2 separate regions of the Mus musculus genome follow, and region 2 is linked to region 1. A link is a contact called in public promoter capture Hi-C data. All regions are on one chromosome and are shown on one strand. The core of a region is the stretch at or near the end of the contact, and the rest is flanking DNA. Distances in the headings are between cores, read along the strand shown. Region 1 has its middle 36 kb from the start of Gm33404. Region 2 holds the start of Aldh9a1 (aldehyde dehydrogenase 9, subfamily A1).

The links. Promoter capture Hi-C pulls out the DNA fragments that hold promoters and counts their contacts.
Region 2: a promoter capture Hi-C map of pre-B cells shows a contact between it and region 1, with 3 times the contacts expected there. The contact joins the promoter of Aldh9a1 here to the enhancer-like site in region 1. A contact is called at or near these places in 7 of 39 promoter capture datasets (the 3T3-L1 cell line, the C10 cell line, the HPC-7 cell line and 2 more) and 4 of 115 datasets of contacts at active chromatin or transcription factors (bone marrow-derived macrophages, embryonic basal ganglia and large pre-B cells).

What each region holds. Positions count from the first base shown.
Region 1 is chr1:166,816,428-166,821,174 of GRCm38.p6, reverse strand. No RefSeq gene overlaps it. Among named protein-coding and RNA genes, the nearest start is that of Gm33404, 36 kb to the left of the region's middle. Within about 2 kb of position 2,289, at least 59 of the 459 cell types and tissues checked have an H3K27ac peak or open chromatin away from gene starts, as enhancers often do. A contact at or near this core is called in the HPC-7 cell line, bone marrow-derived macrophages and pre-B cells, where this site is marked.
Region 2 is chr1:167,347,785-167,352,531 of GRCm38.p6, reverse strand. Aldh9a1 (aldehyde dehydrogenase 9, subfamily A1) reads right to left here and starts at 2,541. Exons shown (of 11, transcript NM_019993.4): 1 at 2,116-2,541; 2 at 1-12. The coding sequence starts at 2,296. Gm24182 (a small nuclear RNA gene) reads right to left here and starts at 3,507; the gene lies at 3,401-3,507.

The sequences.
Region 1 (4,747 bases), core at 1,040-3,539:
GAAGAGACAGCAGAGAGGGAGGTATAAACAAATGCCACAACAAAAGCAATAATAATGCAGAGGAAGAAGATGAGAGAAAAATCAGCAATTACCACATCCCCCTAAGAATAGTGTTCACGTTTAATGCAGGTTTTAAAGTTTAGTATGTTCACTGTTCCGATTTTACACCTAGATTTTACAGAACTGTATTCATACAGTCGGCTACTGTATATTCTTCATCTATTACCACGAAATAACATTTTCCCATGTCATTTGTTTATAATTTTTATTTTACTTTATGTGTTTCAGTGTTTTTCTTGCACATGTGTCTGTATACTATGTGAGTGCCTGGCGCCCGCAGAGCTTAGAAGAGGAGAGCAGATCTTCTGGAATTGGAGTTCCAATCAGGTGGGTGCTGAGAACCAATCCTGAGTCCTCTAGAAGAACAACCACCTCACCACCCCTCCCCACGTTATTATGTCATATTAATATTGAGAGGCATTTTTAAGTGTCTGCATGATAGCCCAGAGAGGGGCTGGGTTCCCATTTACTTCTACCATTGCCGTGTCTGCTTCTTTGTCCCCAGCACTACTCAAAGGTTAAGCCCTCAGCAAATGAACCATTGCTCTTCCTGGACTTCAGCCATGTGATTAGGGGACAGGTATTGGGCTGGGTGAGGGATCCTACTTATCATACACCCCCTCCATCCTTTGGCTACCTTGCTGAGAGAGGCTGAAGCATAACTCATCAGAAGTTCCTTGGAGAGAACCCAGGTGAGGTGGGTAATCCTGGAGCTACCATGTCAGCCTGGGCTCCCAGAACAGCCAGCCTGAGAACTTCAAGCAGAGAGAAATGGAGAGGAGAGAAGGATGAGAGAGCCAGGGACTGGAAGAGAGGGGACACAGAGGAGAGGATTGAGCCCAACAGCTGTTACTCCACTGAGTAAGGCTCCTGGAACTCACCTCACTCTACGCCTTCCTGGAATCTGTCACATCAGCTGACATCTCCTTTACGTCTCTCATGCTCACGTGACATGACCGTCTTTTTTTAATTTACAAATTATTACGCTTTCCCTAGCATAACTTCAGGAATGGGAGTTTAATATTCAAGGTTTTTAGAGCAGATGGTTGATAAACATTGTCAAAGCGAACTGACCTAAGAGAACTTCCCCAGGAGAGAATCAGACAGTATCCAGTCCGGGCTTCAGAAGCCGGCTGACAGAGGGTTGAATTGTGAATTCTAAGATATTTGACAATTGACTTCATATATATGATATTTTCTTCACTTTCATATTCATTAACACTATAACCTCTAGCATTTGTTGAAGCTCCTGTGTGAGGCATATGGTAACCCGTGGTTTGCAGTTCTGGGTAAATTAATCCCAAGGGCATTCTTTCTCATGGCCTTGTTATGATCTGTAAAGCGAGAATGGACTGAAATAGCCAACAGGAAGCATCAAGCTGAGACAATGTTTTTCTCCTCCTTTTTCCTTCGGGGTATAATCTTAACCCTTCCTGTGCGGCCAGAATACAGAAGCCCCTTGACTTTTGCACAGACAAATCTGTTTCCTGTTTGTCACTCTAACTTGCTATCCGTCATCTCCTGGCCTTTGTACAGCAGTTGGTGTGAGATCAGAAATGACGCAAGCCACACAAGACTGGAGCCCAGCAGATGCAAGTAATATGCCGTGCTCTGAGGAAGAATAAAAGTCACAAAGACGCCAACTTTCTTTAGTTTGTAAATTTAATCCAGTTGTCCACAAACCAAGAAAGCTGGTTCTGAAGTTCACACGGAAACTTAGACAAACTGGAGCGACCAAGGGCGTTTCTGAGGACAAACATTAGTGAGGGCAAATTAGCCTCTTCTCAAGAGCAATGGCGTTCTACAACTTCAGTAATGAAAACAGTGGGATGTGGGTATCTGAGTGGACAAACAGACCATAAAACAGACTAGAAAAGCTAGAAAAAGGTCCAGCTAAGGAAATGATTTTGTAGATTTAGTAGTGAAGGGTGTGTGTGTGTCAAAATCCACATTAAACAGCACACCATTGGCAAGGTTCTGGACACAGGAAGAAGTGCCACAAATCACAGACTGGAATTCTATAAGGGGAGAGCTGCTCATAGTGAGGAAAACTACATATGCACCAGACCTTCCTCTAGAATCTTGTCTGTAGATTAAAATGTACATATGTAAAAATGTTAGGTGTGCAAAAGTTATTTTAGCCAATATATAGTAAGAAGTACAAGTGTCTGGCAATGGGAGCCTGGATAAACTGTGGTCTAACTGCACATTCGAATGCTAATCAGTTTCAACACCACACAGGAAGTGGCAGGGAGGCATCGAGGCAGTGAGGCAGCCGTTACTGAGCTCAGTGGGTGAAGAAAGCTTACAGCAAAAGCCTAAAGACCTGAGTCCAATCTCCAGAATCCATGTGAAAAAGCCAGGCATGGGGCGCATGCGTATTACCCAAGCATGGAGAAGCAGAGACAGGAAGATCCCTGAGGTTGGCTTAGCAGCCAGCCTAGCCACTCTGGAAGAGTTCTAGGTCAGTAAGAGACCCTTCAAACAAAGAAAGAAACAAAGTGAACAAAGCTTCCTGTGGAATGGACTAAGGTCCTCCTCTAGCCTTCACATGCACAGGTACACACAAGCACACATGCATACCATACACATGCACATACATGTAATCATATGAACAGGTATACACACACATAGAGACACACACAGGAGGACACACCACACACACACACACACACACACACACACACACACATACACACACACACACACACACACACACACACACACACACATCTGCCAGGTATGGTAGTGCATGCCTCTAGTCCCACACTAGGAGCAGGGAAGCAGGAGGATCAAGGTCAGAGTGTCAGCTAGTTTGGGCAAAGCCAGCCTGGGCAAATATCTCAGAAACAAAAATCAAATAAGCAAACAAATGAAAATAGGTGGCAAGATTGAATACTGTGTAATCCATCTGAATAGCAGAGGGAAGTGTTGAATGTGTTCGTAGTTGCTGCTATCTGTGTAAAGAAACACTGCAGAATTACGCAAGACAGGTGCCCTGTGAGGAAAGGGGGAGTCTATTAGGTGGTGATGAAAGATATGCTTCTCAAATGTCAGTTTTGTCATTTTTTTCTTGGATATTTTGTTTATTGACATTTCATATATTTTTCCCTTTCCAGGTCTCCCCTTCGGAAACCCCCATCCCATCTCCCATACGGGTGCTCTTCCACCCACCCACTCCCATCCTCTTGCCCTGGCATCTAACACCCTTAGGCCCAAGAGTCTCTCCTCCCACTGATGTCCAACAAGGCCATCTTCTGCCACATATGTGACCAACCCCATGGGTCCCTCCATGTGTATTCTTTGGTTGGTGGTCTAGTCCCTAGGAGCTCCAGGGGGTCCAGCATGTTCATACTGTTGCTCTCTCCATAGGGCTGCAATCCACCTCAGCTTCTAAAGTCCCTTCTCCAACTCCTCCATTGGGGACCCCTGAGCTCAGTCCAATGGTTGGCTGCGAGCTTCCTCCTCTATTTGTCAGGCTCTGGCAGAGCCTCTCAGAAGACAACCACATCAGGTTTCTATCAGTAAGCACTTCCCGGCATCCACAATAGCATCCGGGTTTGGTGGTTGTATATGGGATGGATCCCCAGGTGGGGCAGTCTCTGGATGGCCTTCTCTTCAGTTTCTGCTCCACACTTTGACTCCATATTTCCTCCTATGAGTATTTTGTTCACCCTTCTAAAAAGCATGGAAGCATCCACACTTTGGTCTTCCTTCTTTTTAGGCTTCATATGACCTGTGAATTGAATCTTGGGTATTCCAAACTTTTGGGCAAATATCCACTTATCAGTGCATACATACTGTATTTGTTCCTTTGTGACTGAGACACCTCACTCAGGATGATATTCTCAAGTTCTAGCCATTTGCCTAAGTTATTTCATGAACTCATTGTTTTTAATATCTGAGTAGTACTCCATTGTGTTAATGTACCACATTTCTGTATCCACTCTTCTGTTGAGAGACATCTGGGTTCTTTCCAGCTTCTGGCTATTATAAATATGGCTGCTATGAACATAGTGGAGCATGTGTCCTTATTACACATTAGAGCATCTTCTGGGTGGTATAGGAGTGGTATAGCTGGGTCCTCCGGTAGTACTATGTACAATGTTCTGAGGAACCGCCAGACTGATTTCCAGAGTGGTTGTACAAGCTTGCAATCCCACCAGCAATGGAGGAGTGATCCTCTTTCTCCACATCCTTGCCAGCATCTGCTGTTCTTTCTCCACATCCTTGCCAGCATCTGCTGTCACCTGAATTTTTGATCTTAGCCATTCTGACTGGTATGAGGTGGAATCTCAGGGTTGTTTTGATTTGCATTTCCCCGATGACTAAGGATATAGAATATTTCTTTAGGTGCTTTTCAGCCATTCAGTATTCCTTAGTTGAGAATTCTTTGATTAGCTCTGTACCCCATTTTTAACATGGTTATTTGGTTTTCTGAAGTCTAACTTCTTGAGTTCTTTGTATATATTGGATATTAGCCCTCTATCCAATGTAGGATTGGTAAAGATCTTTTCCCAATCTGTTGGTGGCCTTTTTGTCCTATTGACAGTGTCCTTTGCCTCACAGAAGCTTTGCAATTTTATGAGGTCAGTTTTGTTATTTTTTTTTATCACGGTTTATATTATTCTCTCAAACAAAGCAGAAAGGATTAGAAACCCTTGGTGAGCACATAATGTGTGTAAAA
Region 2 (4,747 bases), core at 1,292-3,791, 530 kb before region 1:
CAATCACTCGGCCTAGAAAGAAGCGGAGAGCCGATTTCATCTCAAGCAGTTGCAATGCATCTGAGAGGTTTCTATCAGCATCCTCTGGAGGATGGATCCCTCCCAGGGTCTCATTTAGTACTTAGCTTTTTTTGTATTGGGAATCCCTTTAAACTCCAACGAGGGTTGCAGATCTAGCTCCATAAAAACAAGAATTTAACCACATTACAAAACTGCTGAAACTATTCGGTGTCTAAAACTCACCATAGCCTGAGACTAAGAGGCCATGCCCTCCTCTATTTGATAGCTACGTTTACTAAACATTACAGTTGGAGGGATGGCTCAGCGGTTAAGAACACCAACTGCTCTTCCAAAGGTCCTGAGTTCAAATGCCACCGACCACATGGTGGCTCACAACATCCATAATGAAATCTGACTCCCTCTTTTTGGAGTATCTGAGGACAGCTATAATGTACTTACATATAATAAATAAATACCTCTTTAAAAAAAAAGTTTACTAACATTGACCTTCTAGAAGTCATTTTGTGATGGTTCTTAATACTGACTCAGAATCTTGACAGTCTTGCAAAATCCAAGTTGAAAGTCATCAGTCTATTACTGTAAACTGTCCCTTATCTGTGTTCTAATCAGGGACTATCAGACTACTACTTGGTGAATAAGGTTAATAAGAAACTTTAGTCGCTAAAGGCCAGTCTTTTCTTAAAGTCTCAATCTCCTATCCCCATCATAACAGAAAGATTAGTGTTGGGGCTAGAGAGATGGCTCAGGGTTAAGGGCACTGACTGCTCTTCCAGAGGTCCTGAGTTCAATTCCCAGCAACCACATGGTGGCTCACAACCATCTGTAATGGGATCCGATGCCCTCTTCTGGGGTGTCTGAAGACAGCAACAGTGTACACATATAAATAAAATAAAATGGTCTTTCAAAGATAAAAAAAAAAAAAAAAAGATTAGTGTTTTTTTTTTCTTTTTAAGCCCGTATCTGAAGGATCATAACCCAACTAACTCGACCAACAAAAGGTTTTCAGCAGTTTCTTTTCACAAGGAATTTCTGAGATTTCATAAACCTATTTCTTGGACAAACCAGAATGGCTGAAGATCGCCTGCGAGTAAAGGCAATGGCCAGAGCTCACCTGCGGGCAATGCTGCTTCTGTGCCTCTAAAGGGAGGCAGGCTGAGAAACTCTTCCCAGCTATCATGGCCTCTCCCATCAGTTCAGGTTCTGGCAAATCCCTGCCTCGTGGAGGTCAGTGTACTTTTACTTCTCTCACTAAACAAGCCCTTCTGGCTTACAGAACACATTTTTTTTCCCTGCTCTGAATATTCAATAAGAATAATCAAAACAAACACAAAAGTCAACCCAAAGTCCAAGAAACAAAGAACTCGCTTCCTCCTTAGTTTGTGCTAAGGGTTTGCTCCAAAGCATTAAGTGCTTGCAAGGATGAACTGTAGAAATCTAATGAACATCGTGATTACAGCTAATAATACCGTAAAATACATATTCACTTAAAATCTGCCAAGTGTGCAGAGCATGAAAGTTCTCACTACTCATAGGTGGAAACTACGTGGAGATAACGGATAAGTTCATTAATTAACAGTGGTAAGCACTACACGTGATTACACATGTTCAATGTTTTTTTTTCTCTCTCTCTCTTGTTAACCTGGAGAGCTAGCAGGCACTAAAGCTAAACAGATGTTGTCGGCTGCTGTTTTTTTTTTTCTCTCCTTTCCCAACTCTCATCGAAGTTCAGAAATATCCCAGCACTAGAAGGGGGAAGGTCATGTGGATCATGCATAACAGAAATCACCTGTGAGTCAACATCCCAGTAGCAGACTCTCCTGCAGGCCCAGCTCTCAAAACTCAAAAGACCCACAGGTTCTACGCCAGACTCTCCTGCTCCAGCCATGTAGTTACTCCCGGCCCCCCAGCGCACCCCACCGCACCCATAGCGCCCCCTCTTTTCCAGGAGCCTCCCCAACATTCTGTGCTCCGTGCTGCGACCACGCAAGTTCAGCAACCCTTGGCGGAGAGCTCGGAAGGACTCGGGGCAGCAGACTCAGTGCACAGGGCCGGGGAAGACCCACCCCATCCGCGTGCCGCCCCGCGCCAGGTTACCGGTGGCTGGCTCGAACGCTTTCTCCGTGCCGGAAGCATCCACCGGCTCCACACGGGCCCCGCCGCGGTAGTTGAGCGGCTGCGACACGACGAAGGTGCCAGTACTCATGGCGGCGACTGCTGCAGCCCGGTGAATGCGGAGGAGCGAGGTCAGCACAGAACCGACTGCACCGAGGATCATCTGCTACGCGTGCAAAGCGTCCGGAAGCCCCAGCAGATTACTACTGGAGGGGGAGATAGCGCGGTAACGAGGAGGGAGTGGCGAGGGGCGGAATCTCTGGGGCGTGGCCCATGGAAAGAGGCGACCCTGGCTGGGCAGGGGTGGACCACTAGGGAACAGGACCTCGGGGAGGTGTGGACCGTGAGTGTGAAGACCCGGGGCCCTCAAGGAGAGCCCAGTAGAGCCCACTGGGAGGAAGGGACAGTGGGAGGGGCGTGGCCTCGTGCCACGAGGGGGTGTGGCGTGAGAGGACGGCCAATGAGAGCCTAGAGTGAGTAGCTTGGGCCTAGTCAGCATAATTAAGGGCCTGGTGAGAGCTTCTGGGGCTGGAACTGGAAGACCTTTGGCCTAGATAATTACGTGGAACACCACACCACCCAAGTCCTCCGGTCCAGATCCCGAAGGAGTTCCTGGAAGGATAATGAGACCCCTTCTACTGGGCCTGCAAGCTTTTGCAACATTCTCCTTACTGTATTTCTTTGATTTCTTTTTGTGCTTTGTAGAAGCACAGTATTAGGGAATGTGTTCTTCTTTTTTTCTTTTTTTTTATTAGATATTTTCTTTATATACATTTCAAATGCTATCCCGAAAGTTCCCTATACCCTTCCCCTGCTCTGCTCCCCTACCCACCCACTCCCTCTTCTTGGCCCTGACATTCCCCTGTACTGGGGCATATAAAGTTTGCAATATACCAAGGGACCTCTCTTCCCAATGATGGCCGACTAGGCCATCTTCTGATACATATGCAGCTAGAGATACGAGCTCTAGGGGCACTGGTTAGTTCGTATTGTTGTTCCACCTATAGGGTTGCAGACTCCTTCAGCTCCTTGGGTGCTTTCTCTAGCTTCTCCATTGGGGGCTCTGTGTTCCATCTTTTAAAAGACTGTGAGCATCCACTTCTGTATTTGCCAGGCACTGGCATAGCCTCATACAAGACAACTATAACAGGGTCCCTTCAGCAAAATCTTTCTGGCATATACAATAGTGTCTGGGTTTGGTGGCTGAGTGTGGGATGGATCCCCGGGTGGGGTAGTCTCTAGATAGTCCATCCTTTCGTCTTAGCTCAAAAATATGGAACGCTTCACGAATTTGCGTGTCATCCTTGCGCAGGGGCCATGCTAATCTTCTCTGTATCGTTCCAATTTTAGTATATGTGCTGCCGAAGCGAGCATGGAATGTGTTCTTCTAATTTAGTAAAAATTTTGGTCAATTTTCTCAGCTCTCTGTACGAATTAATCTTTTCAGTGCCTCTGAGATGTGTAGGTTTGGGTCCTCAAATGGAAACAGCAGTACCCAATTAAGAACACCTAGGCCCGAACTCAAAGGACTGCTTTTGTTGGGGTTGGTCAGAAACATCTGGAAACATCTGGCCTGGGTCAAGATCATTGACAGGTACAGAGATAACAGCTGGTCGTTTTGTGGCCAGTTGTGTTTAAAGTATTCTGCCCAGCCATCCCATGTTGATTTGTTACATTTAGATCGTCTGATGTATGTTCCAGAAATGTGACCATGGCATCTGTTGATCTAATCGTGGCAATAAAAGTAGAGTGTGACCCAAACCCAATGAAAGTCAACAGCAAAATTTGCTCTTACTCTATCAAGTCAGAATGTTGGTATGAAAATTCATTCTTATTTTGGCACCTCCTTTTTTTTAAAGTCAAGAAAAGGAGAGAATTTTGAAACTCCCTGTGTATCGGGGGAAGGGGGAAGGAGAGTGTGCCGCTGATCTAAAGTTTAAAGGAGGACTGGTGAGATGGCCCAGCTGGAAGAGCTCTGACTGCTCTTCCGAAGGCCCTGAATTCAAATCCCAGCAACCACATGGTGGCTCACAACCACCGTTAGTGAGATCTGACGCCCTCTTCTGGTGCGTCTGAAGACATCTACAGTGAACTTATTTATAATAATAAATCAATCTTTGGACTGGAGCAAGCAGAGGTCCTAAATTCAATCCCCAACAACCACATGAAGGCTCACATCTGTACAACTACAGTGTACTCATATACATAAATAAATAAATCTTAAAAAAAAAAGTTTAAAGGATGTGTAAATTTCCTAGGAAGAATGGGGTTAGTAACAATTATAGGCTTGATGGTTTCTGGGATCGTCTAAGGGCTAAACTACTAGGCATTTCTGTGGGAGGATTTCTAGGTTGGGTTAAAGGAGATGTGAAGACTCACCTTACAGGCAGGCAGCACTGTTCCATGGGCTGGGTCCCAGGCTGAGCAAAAAGGAGGAGGCAGGAAGCTGAGTGTCAGCATTGGTCTCTCTGTGTTCAGTGTGACCGGCTACCTCACTGTCCTGCCCGGCTTTCCTCTCCATGAGGGACTGCACCCCCAAACCGCAAACCAATACAAGTCCTACCGTACATAGACGGCCTCGTTAGCAATACCCAAGGAAGCATCGGGGAAAGCA